2 separate regions of the Mus musculus genome follow, and region 2 is linked to region 1. The links are chromatin contacts, called in public promoter capture Hi-C maps. All regions are on one chromosome and are shown on one strand. Each heading gives the region's core, a stretch centred on a gene start, on an enhancer-like site or on the middle of the called end of the contact. The rest is flanking DNA. Distances are from core to core; before and after follow the strand shown. Region 1 has its middle 25 kb from the start of Sec61g. Region 2 holds the start of Egfros (a long non-coding RNA gene).

Region 1 (6,119 bases), core at 1,234-3,733:
TAGAAGTAGCCAGAAGATTAGAACATGTTGCCAAAGCTAATATGAGATCCAGAGCAAAGCAATTCAGAAGTTGAAAGAAGCCCAATTGAATCAGTTAGCATGTAGAGGAGTTTTGAGCCAGGATAACTGAGTTGAACCAGCAAGAGTTCAGAAAGACCAAGAAAGTGTGAGTTTATTTATCAGTTAAGTCTCAGAGGCTGAAAACATTCTAGGCCTAGATAAGATTGTATGGAGGTTAGAAGCTTCCTGGACTAGGCCTAGGTTAGCATATAGCAAGCCTCCAAGACATCCATCACAATAGATGAATAAAAGTTACATTGACAAGAGAGAACTGGTCATGGGCTGATACTGTAAACACCTGAAGCCTGCCTTCAGTGACAGACTTCCTCTAGCAAGCCTATACCACTTAAACCTTCCCAAACAGCCCCACCAAACTGTGGATAAAGAGTTCAAATACCTGAGTCAATAAGAAACACTGCATTCAAAGCATCACAGGAGGTGAATTTATAAAGAAATGTATAAATTAAATACCAAGAAAATAAAATGGCCAGTCAGCAAATAGGCTGATGAACCAAATTAACAGTTTTCATAAAAAGAAGTCGCTATGACCACCAACTGTCCTTAAGTGTGTTTATCACTCCAAATCATCAGGGAAATGCAAAATTAAACAACTTTGAAATACTCTCTCCCTTCAACAAAATAGTTATCATCAAGAAATTTGACAAAGATTATTGGAGATGAGGATAAAGGTGAACTCTTATTCACTGCTAGTAAATGTAAAAATTAATACAGCCACTATGGAAACCAGTGTGACCCAGCTGTCCTGTTGTCTACCTAGAGAACACTGTCTAGTACCATAGAAATACATGCACCCCTGGGTATATTGATGATCTACTCACTAAAGCAAGGAAACAGAACTGACATAATTATCAGTCAAGAGATGAATGGATTAGGAAAATATGGTACATATATAAAATGGAATAATGCTAAGTTCCAAAGAAAATAGAAATCATAAAATTTACAGGAAATTGGTATAGAATGTATAAGAAAATTCAGCCAAATTCAAAATGAAAAATAAAATAGCAAGTTCTCCTTTGCATGTGAATCCTAGCCTATAATGAATCCATGTATCTATAAACAAATGCATACTTGGGTATGATATAACATTTAGAAAAGAAAAAAGAAAGAATAACATAAGAAAAGAGGATAAAATGAATACTAATGAGCTCACATATATTATTGTTTTCTCAAGGCCTAACACATCTTCAATGCAAATAAGTCCTTATTTGGGCAGTGTTCACATGTCATTCCATGAGGGGTTATTACCTTACAAGAGGTCCAAATTTTAAATTATATTTTTTATTGTTTGAATGTTCCTGTAGGCTGTAATTTTTGTAATTGCTACTAAACATAGTCATTTTTTAAACAAAAATTTTAACTATTCAAATAACAGAGTTTGTTAATGGTAGTTAAAAGTATATTTTAAATAATCCTAGTTTGAAGTTTCTGAAACTTCTTCAGAATACTGATTGATCATCTTTGGATCTCACAGAGAGGTATGCCAGGGATCTCAAAATACTGAAAAACTTGATTTCTTCACTGTGTGTTATGCATCATTGTAACTGAATAAACATGCTTTAGAAAAAGAGTTATAATTACCATAAAAATTCTCAGACTCTCATATTATTCACATCTTCATTATAATTACTTTGTGTGAAGAGCAAAACGGCATAACATACAGTCAAAAATCATGTGATGGCCAATTGTAGGATACATACAACCTTGATGTCTGGTCTCCACACACCCATGTACACACACACACACACACACACACACACAACTGCTCACACACATGTACACACAATCAAACAAGTACACAGTCAAAAATAGAAAACTTAAAAGACAAAGTTCTTTACGAACATCTTTACTGGAGCTCATGACTTGAATCATATTTTTTTGCTAGTGCAATATGTGTGTTTCAAGTCTCTAAGGAATTGAAAAATTATACATAATAGAAAAATTACACAAATTACTTCACTATTTCCTAAGTAGAGTATTCTAATTGCAATGATTTTAAAGTAATTTTAAAGTAATAATTATTTTAAGAACAAGTTTTATAGTGTTGACTACTCTTTCCTTAAAATTCTCTTCAGCTTTATCTAGTACTTGTTTTCCTGTATTTACTTTCTGTTTTATCTGGGTTTCTGCAATGATTTCTCTTTCTTGCTTTTGTTCTCTACTTATTTTCTTTTGATAATTATTACCTCATAAATAGTAATACATTCAAAGTCTTGTTTCTCTCTGGCTTTACAGTGTTTCAACCGCTTATCTGCTGGACTGGAGAAGTGGCTCAGCAGTTTAGAGCACAGCACTTACTCTCGCTGAGCACCTGCGTTTCTTTCTAGCACCCACAGAGGAGTGGGTTAGGCTTACTACAAGCTGCAAGGGGAGCTGTAAGCTCTTGGGAATTCAGCTTCAGAGTATCTGATTCTGAAGCCCTCTTCTGGCCGCTATGCACTTTACACTCAAGTGTTCAGACCTACCCTCAAACATACACATAAACACACAATTAAAAAATGATAAACCTTATCTTTTCGCATAACTTCAGATTTTGCTTGAATACAATATTTAAATCAGAGTTTGCTGGGTGGGTTTCTGCTTTTCTTTTGTTGGTTAGTTGATTGGTCTGGTGTTTTCATTTTAGGGTTTTAGGCTTCTGGATATTTTGTTTTTGTTTTTGTTTTGTTTTAAGATACAGTCTTACAGTGGCTTGAAAATCAGTATGTGGTTCAGGTTGACTTCAAATTCATGATCTTCTTAGCTCTATACCTAGAGATATGATGACATGAGGAATATACCACTGGAATTAGATTAAGTAAAAAAAAAATAGTCTAATAACCTTTGGGGCCACATCTGACAATGGACACATTTTTTTTTCTTAATTTCCTTACAAGCTTTCTAGATTTATAAGTATCTATCTGTTCTCCCTCTACCATCAAACTCCTCACTTCTTTTGATTATGATGTTTAGATGTACACTGCCTACTTTAGCAATCTAAAGGCATGAGACTTTGTGTTATTCTACCCTCTCACCCAATACACTCTCATATTCTAGCAGCATGCATATCCTTACAGCCTTCCAGCTTTTCCTTCTACATCTTCATTCCAATCAACTCCTGAACCTAAAGGTCAGGGAACATTGCAGATTTGCTTTGAAATTGTGTCTCCTCCTAACATCAGAAGCTGTACCTATAAAGTCTCAGCAACATGACTATATATGCATGAACTGAACATGGACAGGAATAATAGACATGCTCAAGTGAATGGGATTCGGACAAGGGAAGACATGAAGCCTCAACCATGTATAAAGAACCAAGCAACTAAGGAATGCTGACAGTGGGAGAAGTAGTCTCCCCAGGGTCGAACACACTAGTTGGCTATCCAATGCCAAATGGTAAGCTGCAAAAACATACACACATACAAGAAACATTACACAGACTAAGCAGATTGCATTTATGTAATTAGGATATGAATACATATTCATATACACACATCAGTATGTAACAACAAATAATAAAAAATAAGGTCACAAATCTAAAAGAGAACAAGGAGTGTTATATGGGAGGATTTGGAGAGTAGAAAGGGAAGGGGTGATGTGATTGTTCACAAAAACAAAATTAAATAATTAAAAATTTCTATTGTAGTAACTTATACATAGTATATTGTCATTAATCATATCTATTTTCAGATAAGAGCAACAGCTATTACATCTGGAAGCTAAAATACCAATAACAACTTGAAATATCAACTTAAGGAATCAAGAGGAATACAATGAAATAAATATACGGTATTTATTAATGAACAAAACTGATACACTGACAGATGTTAGAAACCTGGCTCTTTCTCTGGAATGGGGAAAAACTGTGGGCAGCAAATGTTTACCTAGACCCTATGGGCCATATACAAAATGTCCTCTCAGCTCTTGAAAAAGATTTTGCTGCATAAAGCAAGAAAAGGGGAAAACTTCTGTAGGGCTTGATAGTCTTTAAATAAGTTCAACTTGAGTCACTCCCCTCACCCACTGTGAATGTCTTCAAGGCTTGAAAGCATTGCCAGCCACTATTTCCTCTGATGGAAATGTAGAGAGTTAGGGAAAGAAACACATAAATAAAGCTTCCCACCAGACTCATGAGGGTGTGGCTGGGCAAGGAGCAGGAACTGCCATCTACCCCCATTGAAAAGGACAACAAAAAGAGAGATTTTAAGTTGTTTGGTGATGCTAGAGGTCATTTAGTTCAATATTTCTTTCACCAAAGAGGAAGCTCAGCTCCAGACACAGTTAGACAATCACAGAGCTACTGAAAGGCAGTGTCAGGCCCAGAGCCCAGAGCTGGAGTCCCAGTCCAAACCACTTTTTTTCTGCATCACAGCTGCCTCTCCACAGCCCTGAGGTTTTACAGTTTCACTTATTCAAATGCAAATATTTTGTGTGCTTTATATTTCTTTACTAACTGGAGTTTGCTCTACAGAATAAATGAGTGTGGGTTGGCCATGTCAACGTGATCAACCCCCTTTAAAACACTGGATTGCCTTGGTCTCGATTTTTGACGTGGAACTCGCTTTTTTTACCCATCAAGCCTTCTTTGCTTGCACTTAGTGGATGTTACACATAGTAAGGATGAGATCACTGAAATCAATGGCCCAGAGGAAAGTCTTCCCTATTCCCATTCCCACTCCTACTTTGGGAAATAGTCCAGCAAACTGGTTGCTATGAAACCTGTGCAGCTGGGCTCAGAGGGAGTCTGGGTGGTCTCACAACAGCTTTTGAAACTTGGAGAAAACTAGGGAAGTTGTATGTTTATCCATTATCACACCAATGGGAATAAACATGATTAACATATATCTTCAGATAGTCGTGATTTTTAGAGAAATAGGCACAGCTAAGGGAGCACTTCACTGTAAGGTAATAGATTCTGTGATGAGGATTAGATGAATTCAAGATATCACCACAACAGAGTGGTATCTTAACCCTGCCTTCTAAGGCTAGTGAGTATATCTGCAGAAGATGACCTTAAGCAGAAATAAGAGAGAAAAAAGGGGGGTGAATAACTGACAAAGTAGAAGAGAAAATGTTTCTAGTAGATCCCAGTTTATTCTAGAAGCTCAGAAGCATCAGGGAACCCATGCAACAGATGAGCAGAAATCAGAGGTGTCTCTGGAGCCCAGTACAGAGGAACAGGACCAGTGGAGGAACAGGTATTGACAGGATGGGTTGGGAGGAGCTTAAAGGCCTAACATTCTACATACTAAACCTTTTCATCTGCTTCAGACTGTACATGTGACAGTTGCACCTTTAGGAATACAGTGTGTCTCCTGTACCCATGAGCCTGGCCGTCTGAACTTTGGTGCACTGTGTTACTGAGATAATGAGAGAGTTGTGCAAAGCAAGGCATATAATGGGTAATGTAATGCGTCTGGCATTCAGGAACAAGTGCTTGCATGGGGGAGCAAGAGTGGTCTTCTGGTTAAATCAAGGCCTGTATCTTTGAGTAAGAACAAATGGCGTGAGAGATAAGATTAGCTTTAGCTAACAGGAAAAGAAAGATATCCAATTCTGTGGGACATTAAAGGGACATTTCTTTGCCTCACATGTGAAGACACCCTGAAGGAAGAAGCTAGGCCTGCCATGGCCATCTTGTCTGAGAGGGAATTCCACCTCTTCTGCTTCTGGAGTACATCACTGCCCAGTGTTGCTACTATGCTACAGCCGGTACCCCTGTCCTGCCAAGAAGTCAGACAAGGTCACGGCAGGCTTTCTTACATGGGCTAAGGCTTCTTCCAGTTTCTCTTCAAGTCAGTCAAGCTATAGGATCTGGCAAGCACCAGGTTTCTGCAGGGTACTGGCTGGGATTTTCCACTGTACTCCAGCTGATGCAAATTTCCACTACCATTATGCCCATCATTTGCTTGCTATTATTTTTAGTACTACTGTAGTTTTATTTTTTGAAAAAAAAATCTATATTTTAATTTTTGTAATTTTCATGTAAGTTCAAAGTTAACAGAAAACTGCAACAATCCTTCAAAGAGTTTCTATTCCCCCTCTCATCAAATCTCATTGTT
Region 2 (6,119 bases), core at 1,500-3,999, 300 kb after region 1:
CACAGTCCATGGTGTGAGGATTGCTACTTTTCTTCCCTGCCCATTGCTTCTTCTTCCTCCCCATCTTTTATTTCTGACTATATATATATATATATATCCATTGTAACCTACATGATAAGCAAAAGCAATCATTTCCTCAGTGAAGAAAAACTCCTATGACACTCACCTATTCGATGACATACACCTATTTTTATGTTTGATTTTCTATAGCACCTGTGCAGTAAAACCAATGAACAGCTTATTGTTTTGGTTCTATGGTTAATAGTTTTTTTGTGCACTGTTGGCTGTAAAGCAACATAAAAATGTGATGTGAAGTTAGCAAGGTTTGAGGAACAAGTAGAACATAAACCTCCCAGCGGTTCTGTGGCTGTCCCACAGTAGAGCCCCAGACCGTGCTGCATGGAGCCCTTGAGCGACTCCCTCGACTTCAGAGAATGTTTGACTTCCAAATTCACAAGGCCACAGATTTGCCAGCTGAGCAATATGTGTGTTTGCAATTGCAAGGCAGCTTTTAGCAGAAGCATCTCACGGCCTCACTCCACACTATCTGTCTCTCTTTGCCCTGTACTTTGTACAAACTGATAAAAAGACAAATCTGCTTGTAAAATAAATGGTTTGCAAACTAAGGAAAATGATGGGATTACATGGAACTGATTCTGCACTTTACATAAAAGTGTCAATATTCAAAAACCTGCTAGTGAACAGTCCATGCTACCAAAAAAAAAAAAAAAGTCACCATTTTCCCTGCTTCCCATTAGACTTCTTAGAAACATATAAACATATGTATTCTTGAGTGTTTATCCTCAAAAGTTGAAATGAGGGAAAAAGTTCTATTCCTTTGGAGTTGTTGGAATTTCCAAAATGGAGTCTTAGTTACACTGGGACTCATTCAAAGGACAAAAATCTTCAATCATGCTCTTGTCTTCACTTTTCCATAAGACACCTGAAAAGCTGTTAGTGTTAAAAAATATTTTTGTCATCTATAGGAATTCTGTTATGTGCAGACTTGGAAGACTGGGGGACAGGCAGGCAGGCTAGCAGCTGTGGTTGACTAAAGCTTCATGGAAGGCCATACTTACTCTTTCCCTGACCCAGAAACTAATGCAAATTCATACTGCGGGTTAGAACACTCCTCTAGTGTCTCGTGTGTCCATAGAAGGCTGGTGAGGATCTAGGACAAAGCAGAGAGTTGTCCTTTCCACAAGTGAGACCACTTCTTTTTTGTTTACTTTTGACAATCAAAGTAATGCTTACTTCATAGAAGCTCAAAAATTATGGAAAAATATGACAGTGTTAAAATTTATATAACCTTACATCCCACAACTCAAAATTAGTATAGGACCTCCTCATTTTTGCTTAGTAAATAGCATGAGAATAGTTGTCTAAGGAAAATGTCAACAAAATAAGAATCACACATTGGAAAAGTAACTCAGAGCTGAGTTCTTCAGAATTAAATTCTAGAAATTTTCTTATTTTTTTTCTCTTTAACTTCCTGTTACTGTTTGTGCATATTTTCTTGCAGAAACAGAAATCTAGCTAACTCTTTTGATAATATCCTGTATTTGGGTGTGTGGATAGCCCGTACTATGCCTGTCGTGTCTTCAATTCTCCCATATTTGGCACATTCCTTTGAAAGGCCTGAATGAGCACTCCCAATGTTGCATGTTTATGTAGTGAGGCCAGCTTCTGTGGGTAGCTGTGGGAAGTGAAGACTATTGTTAAGTGATATGAAGTGCTTTGTAGAATCTGATAATGTGTAGTTAAGAGGGACGAAGATCAAGTGCTTGAGATTTGTGAATAACAGTGGAAAGAACTGAGGGCTGTGTGCTATGACCAGAGGGATGGGGAGGAGGCTGCATCTTCACCCTCCTGTGGAACTCTTTCAGAGTTCATCTGGTGCTGGTATAAGAGATGGTGAGTGAGGAGAAATATGATGGTCCAACAAGCAACTTAAAGTCCAATGGCGTTGACCTCTACAGTGGACAACAATCATACCAAATGCATGCGGCTTTGTCATAGAAACACGGCGGCAAGGTCCTGAAGCTTGTGTTTTAATGATGAAAGCAGAAATGTAGATGGAAGGATATAACCGGGGGACCCATGCCAACACTCACAGATCTTTCATTCCCCTAGATGTGCAATTTTTTTTCTAACGAGAAACTTTGCATAGTCATGATAATAAAATAGAATAGCATGATAAACCTTGGCTGCAAAGAAAGCAATAGAAACAGCATTTAATAAGCTAGACATCACAGGTCCACAGGGTGGATAGGTTGCCTTATTTGGCCATAAATTCCCTCACCTTGGAACTTAGACAGCGCACATATTAATGGAACTTAGACAGGGCACATATTATTGCATAGAGAAGAGTTATTATGAGATCTGCAAAGCTGCTTACGTATCTTTCCACCCAACGTACTGATGTGACCCAAACAAAGCTTACCTGCATGTGCTCACACTCTCTCCGAAAGACTACGCAAAGGTTCTCGCTAGAAAAAAAAATGTATATCTAGGGGAATGAAAGATCTGTCAGTGTTGGCATGGGTTCCCAGGTAATTGGCTTTAAGCAAATTTTGCTGTTGGGATAGAGCCTCGCGATCCTGAAAATAAATAAATAAAAAACAAGGGCCTTTCTCTGAAGTGGCAATGCTAGCTGCCGGCTGGAAGCAAATCCTGTGTCAGGGACGGCACTGAAGCAAGACAGGGCAGGTTCTAAGGCAGTGATTCAGTGGCCTCCTGCTTTCCCATGTGACTCATTGTTAGTCAGAAAGTTACCTTTGCAGAGAGACTGGATAGCATGTCAGCTCTTAAAGTGATACTCGCTCTGTGCTTAGGTGTGAACCTGGGTTTCCCATGACAAATTTAAGACAGGTTACTGCTCTTAGATTGTGTTCCTTTTCTGGCAATGGAAGTCTGACCTGTGAAAGTCTACAGCAAACGAAAAGAAAAGCATCCTCCTTTCCAAAGAGCACTGACAGAGTTCTAGACCGCTTTGTAAAGAAAAGGGGAGCAAGCTCCTTCCTGGTGGGTGGGGCACATCAGCTATGCAGTGTCTGGGCCAAAAGACCTTTTCCATTGAGCATGATCACCCAGCTAATCAGATTTGAAAGTGCTTTCAGGCTTAGGATAAATGGGGAAAATATTCCAAAACATATGAGCATTCATCGCAGAAGTAAAACATTCTAAGATATTATTGTGGGGCAAGAAAGAATCTTACAATTCTTAAGAGAATTTCAAAGGGTTTCCAAAAAGACCTTTTAAGGTTTTTATTTTTGTTTAATTTGTGAAACTCATTATTTAAAGCTGCACATAATATACTCCCTAGTATAATATATTTCATGGTATAAAATTTTGGACATAATGTCCACGATATCTTCTAGTCTGTATGTTTCTATAAATGGGAATAGAGTCAGAAAGAAAGAGGGGGGTAGAAGGAGAGGGAGAGGGAGGGAGGGAGGGAAGGAGGGAGGGAGGGAGAGAGAGAGAGAGAGAGAGAGAGAGAGAGAGAGAGAGAGAGAGAGAGAGAAATAGAAGGAGGAGGAGGGGGAGGAGGAGGAGGAGGATCCTGGATTGGACATAGTCTTTCTATGAAACAGAGTAAACAACAAAACAGAAGTATTCTTTCGAATTGTTGTGTTCAAGGTTGTTCACTCTTCCGAGGGCCATCTCCTTCAGCGTTGGATAGCCCGAGCACAGAAGAAGGAGCAGGAACAGGTTAAAATCAGCCTAAATACTTTGACTTACATCAACCTCAGTGATTTGCAAGCCCCCCCACTTTTTTTTACATCTTAAATGTCTTACAAATATTCACTCATCTATCATTGTCTTAGCATGTATCCCAAACCAAGACTGTACAAGACCGCCGCTGAGAGGACAAATTCAAAGTAAAGCGGCCGTCTCATTCTGTAACCTCCGTGTTTTCCTGCCCTTTCCTCTTCCCATCTGGAAGTAGAATTGCAAATACTGCTTTGTATGCTTTATTTCTAACTGGTTTCAGCCTGCTCTCCTTTCTTCTGCCTCTCACTGGCTGTCATCCACTAGACTGCACATGACCAGCTGGCCCTTGGCAGATCTTGGGCCCAGGTGTGAAGTAGCTGGAGAAGCATTCTGAAGCCAGGATGGGAGTGATTTCATTTTCCATTGATGCTATGCAGAGATGAAGGGGATTCAAGTGCCTCCTGAAAAGCTTCCTCCAGTGAGTGGAGTTTTGGGGGGTTTCCAGACCTGCAACTGCTTTTATTCTTGGAAGCATCGTTGTTGCCTTTTCCCTCTTCCATTTATATCCCAGGAACTGATTCGGAAACCATAGAAATTGGATTTGGAGTTGCTGAATGCTAGCAGACAGCTGACTGCACTCTTCCCAAGAAATCCTGCCAGCTGGGGAGGCGGGGGGAGGTATGCAGTGCGCCCGCTCTCTCTTGGCTGCTGGGGCTGGGTCCTCTCACTCCAATCCAGTCACATCTCACAGCACTAGAACTAAAGTGTTTTGCTTCATTCTTTAGACATTTTGTGGTTTGGGGCTCAATCAACCAGGATATGATTTCCAATCCACCATAATCAGTTTTGGAGCAGCTGCCCAAGTAGGCAGTTTTCATCTGGCTTCCTAGACATTTTTTTTTTTTTGTAACTTCACACCTTTTGTTTATTAGCCTTGAAGTCCAGTTTCCAGAGCAGGATCCATCATGCTCTCTGCCTACTTGCAATGCTGAATATGTTAGTAAGTTTTAAATCACTCAAAATATGGCTTCAATATATTGTGACCACTTAGACTGGATATAATCCTATAGAAATGACTTCTTGATGGGAAATGTGAACTGCTCTTATCTGGGGAGGGATGAGTTTAGTTAGGAGGCTTAAAGTAAGACAGGATCAAACCTGGGCAAGAATTAACTTGAGAAGCTCCTTAGATACTTTGTTAAGGAGCTTTTTAAAGAAGGATTCATCATTTTATGTTGGCAACTCACTAAATAAAGGGCAGGTAAATAGCATACTTAGGAGGCCTTGGGTGATGCCAAGTGTGGGAGACATTTTTGAAACAGGAAGGAGCTGAGATGAATTCCCATATGACATGCTCTTCTGTGCAAGGATTTTTTCACATTACCTCATTTAGTCGAAAGTCACCTGAGGGCGGGAACTGGGGTAGGCACGCAGATCTCAGAGAAACTGAGTGATGGAGTTGAGCTCCCTAGCTCGCACTGAACAGAGCTCCACATAGAACTGGAGCTCTGGGTGACATGGATGAAAACACCTGGGCTCTACTGGCTCATCTGAGATGTTCTTGCTGATGGTACAAGATCTCTGTGTACTAGGGAAGTAGCAACTCTCCTGCTGGAGACTGGAAGCTTCCCTTACAAACAATTTCCCAGGTGAAAGACTAGTGAGGTACTTGATGGCTAGTCTCTGAACCCTGCTAGGACTCCCAGTGATTCACCTGAATGTCAGACTGCGTTAAGGGTGGTTTAGTCAGAGTATTGTGACAGCTGCAGCCAGGCGGGTATTTTTTCCTTTTGGAGCTCTTCCCAAGTTCAGTGTGTCTGTGATGGTCTGCACAAGTAGTCAAAGACAGGCATCAGGCAGGACACAGAAGTCTTGGCCATGATGAGAGCTGAAGAACCAGGTGACTGAGTCAGGTAGGATGGAGGGGTAGGATGGCATACATGGTTGAGGGCCGCTTATGGATTCTAATATGTAACACAGTTGATCTGAGAATTGTCACTTTTAACCAGGTGTTCTTTCATTGTCCAGATTCAACCATGGGTCTGTCTCTGAGGCAGCCAGAGAATTCTAGTTTGTAGCTGATACAAACTAGAAACCAGGGTCTGAGGTTTCTTGTCTCCCTCAGATGAAAATGGCTTTTCCTAGCAGCTCCTGAAACAAAATGCAGTATGAGTGAAAAGCAGCTGAGATGTGGTCAATACACAGATTTTATATTCTTTGAAATCCTGAGGCATTTGTTAAAGGAACAGAGTCAGTGCTGGGATCCGGATTCGCTGTGTGCAGTCTTGTACAACATGCAGACTGGTCGTTGTACTAACCACGACCTTCAAATGCTTTCTAAGCAGGAATCAGGACGAGTGTAGTAGCAAACTCCTTGGATCCCAGTACTTACGAGACGGAGG

Evidence for each region. Promoter capture Hi-C pulls out the DNA fragments that hold promoters and counts their contacts.
Region 2: a contact with region 1 is called in a promoter capture Hi-C map of liver, with 2.4 times the contacts expected there. The contact joins the promoter of Egfros here to the enhancer-like site in region 1. A contact is called at or near these places in 13 of 39 promoter capture datasets (the 3T3-L1 cell line, 3T3-L1-derived adipocytes, the C10 cell line and 8 more), 1 of 15 datasets of contacts at CTCF or cohesin (the NIH/3T3 cell line), 2 of 484 Hi-C or Micro-C datasets (bone marrow-derived macrophages and stem cell-derived neural progenitor cells), 7 of 115 datasets of contacts at active chromatin or transcription factors (the NIH/3T3 cell line, embryonic stem cells, fibro-adipogenic progenitors and 3 more) and 1 of 9 other capture datasets (embryonic stem cells).

Annotation. Positions count from the first base shown.
Region 1 is chr11:16,530,613-16,536,731 of GRCm38.p6, forward strand. No RefSeq gene overlaps it. Among named protein-coding and RNA genes, the nearest start is that of Sec61g, 25 kb to the left of the region's middle. Within about 2 kb of position 2,484, at least 30 of the 459 cell types and tissues checked have an H3K27ac peak or open chromatin away from gene starts, as enhancers often do. A contact at or near this core is called in embryonic stem cells, liver and neural progenitor cells, where this site is marked.
Region 2 is chr11:16,828,001-16,834,119 of GRCm38.p6, forward strand. It overlaps Egfros (a long non-coding RNA gene), which reads right to left and starts at 2,750. Exons shown (of 3, transcript XR_003949851.1): 1 at 2,444-2,750. The region is part of intron 1 of Egfr (epidermal growth factor receptor); the gene reads left to right.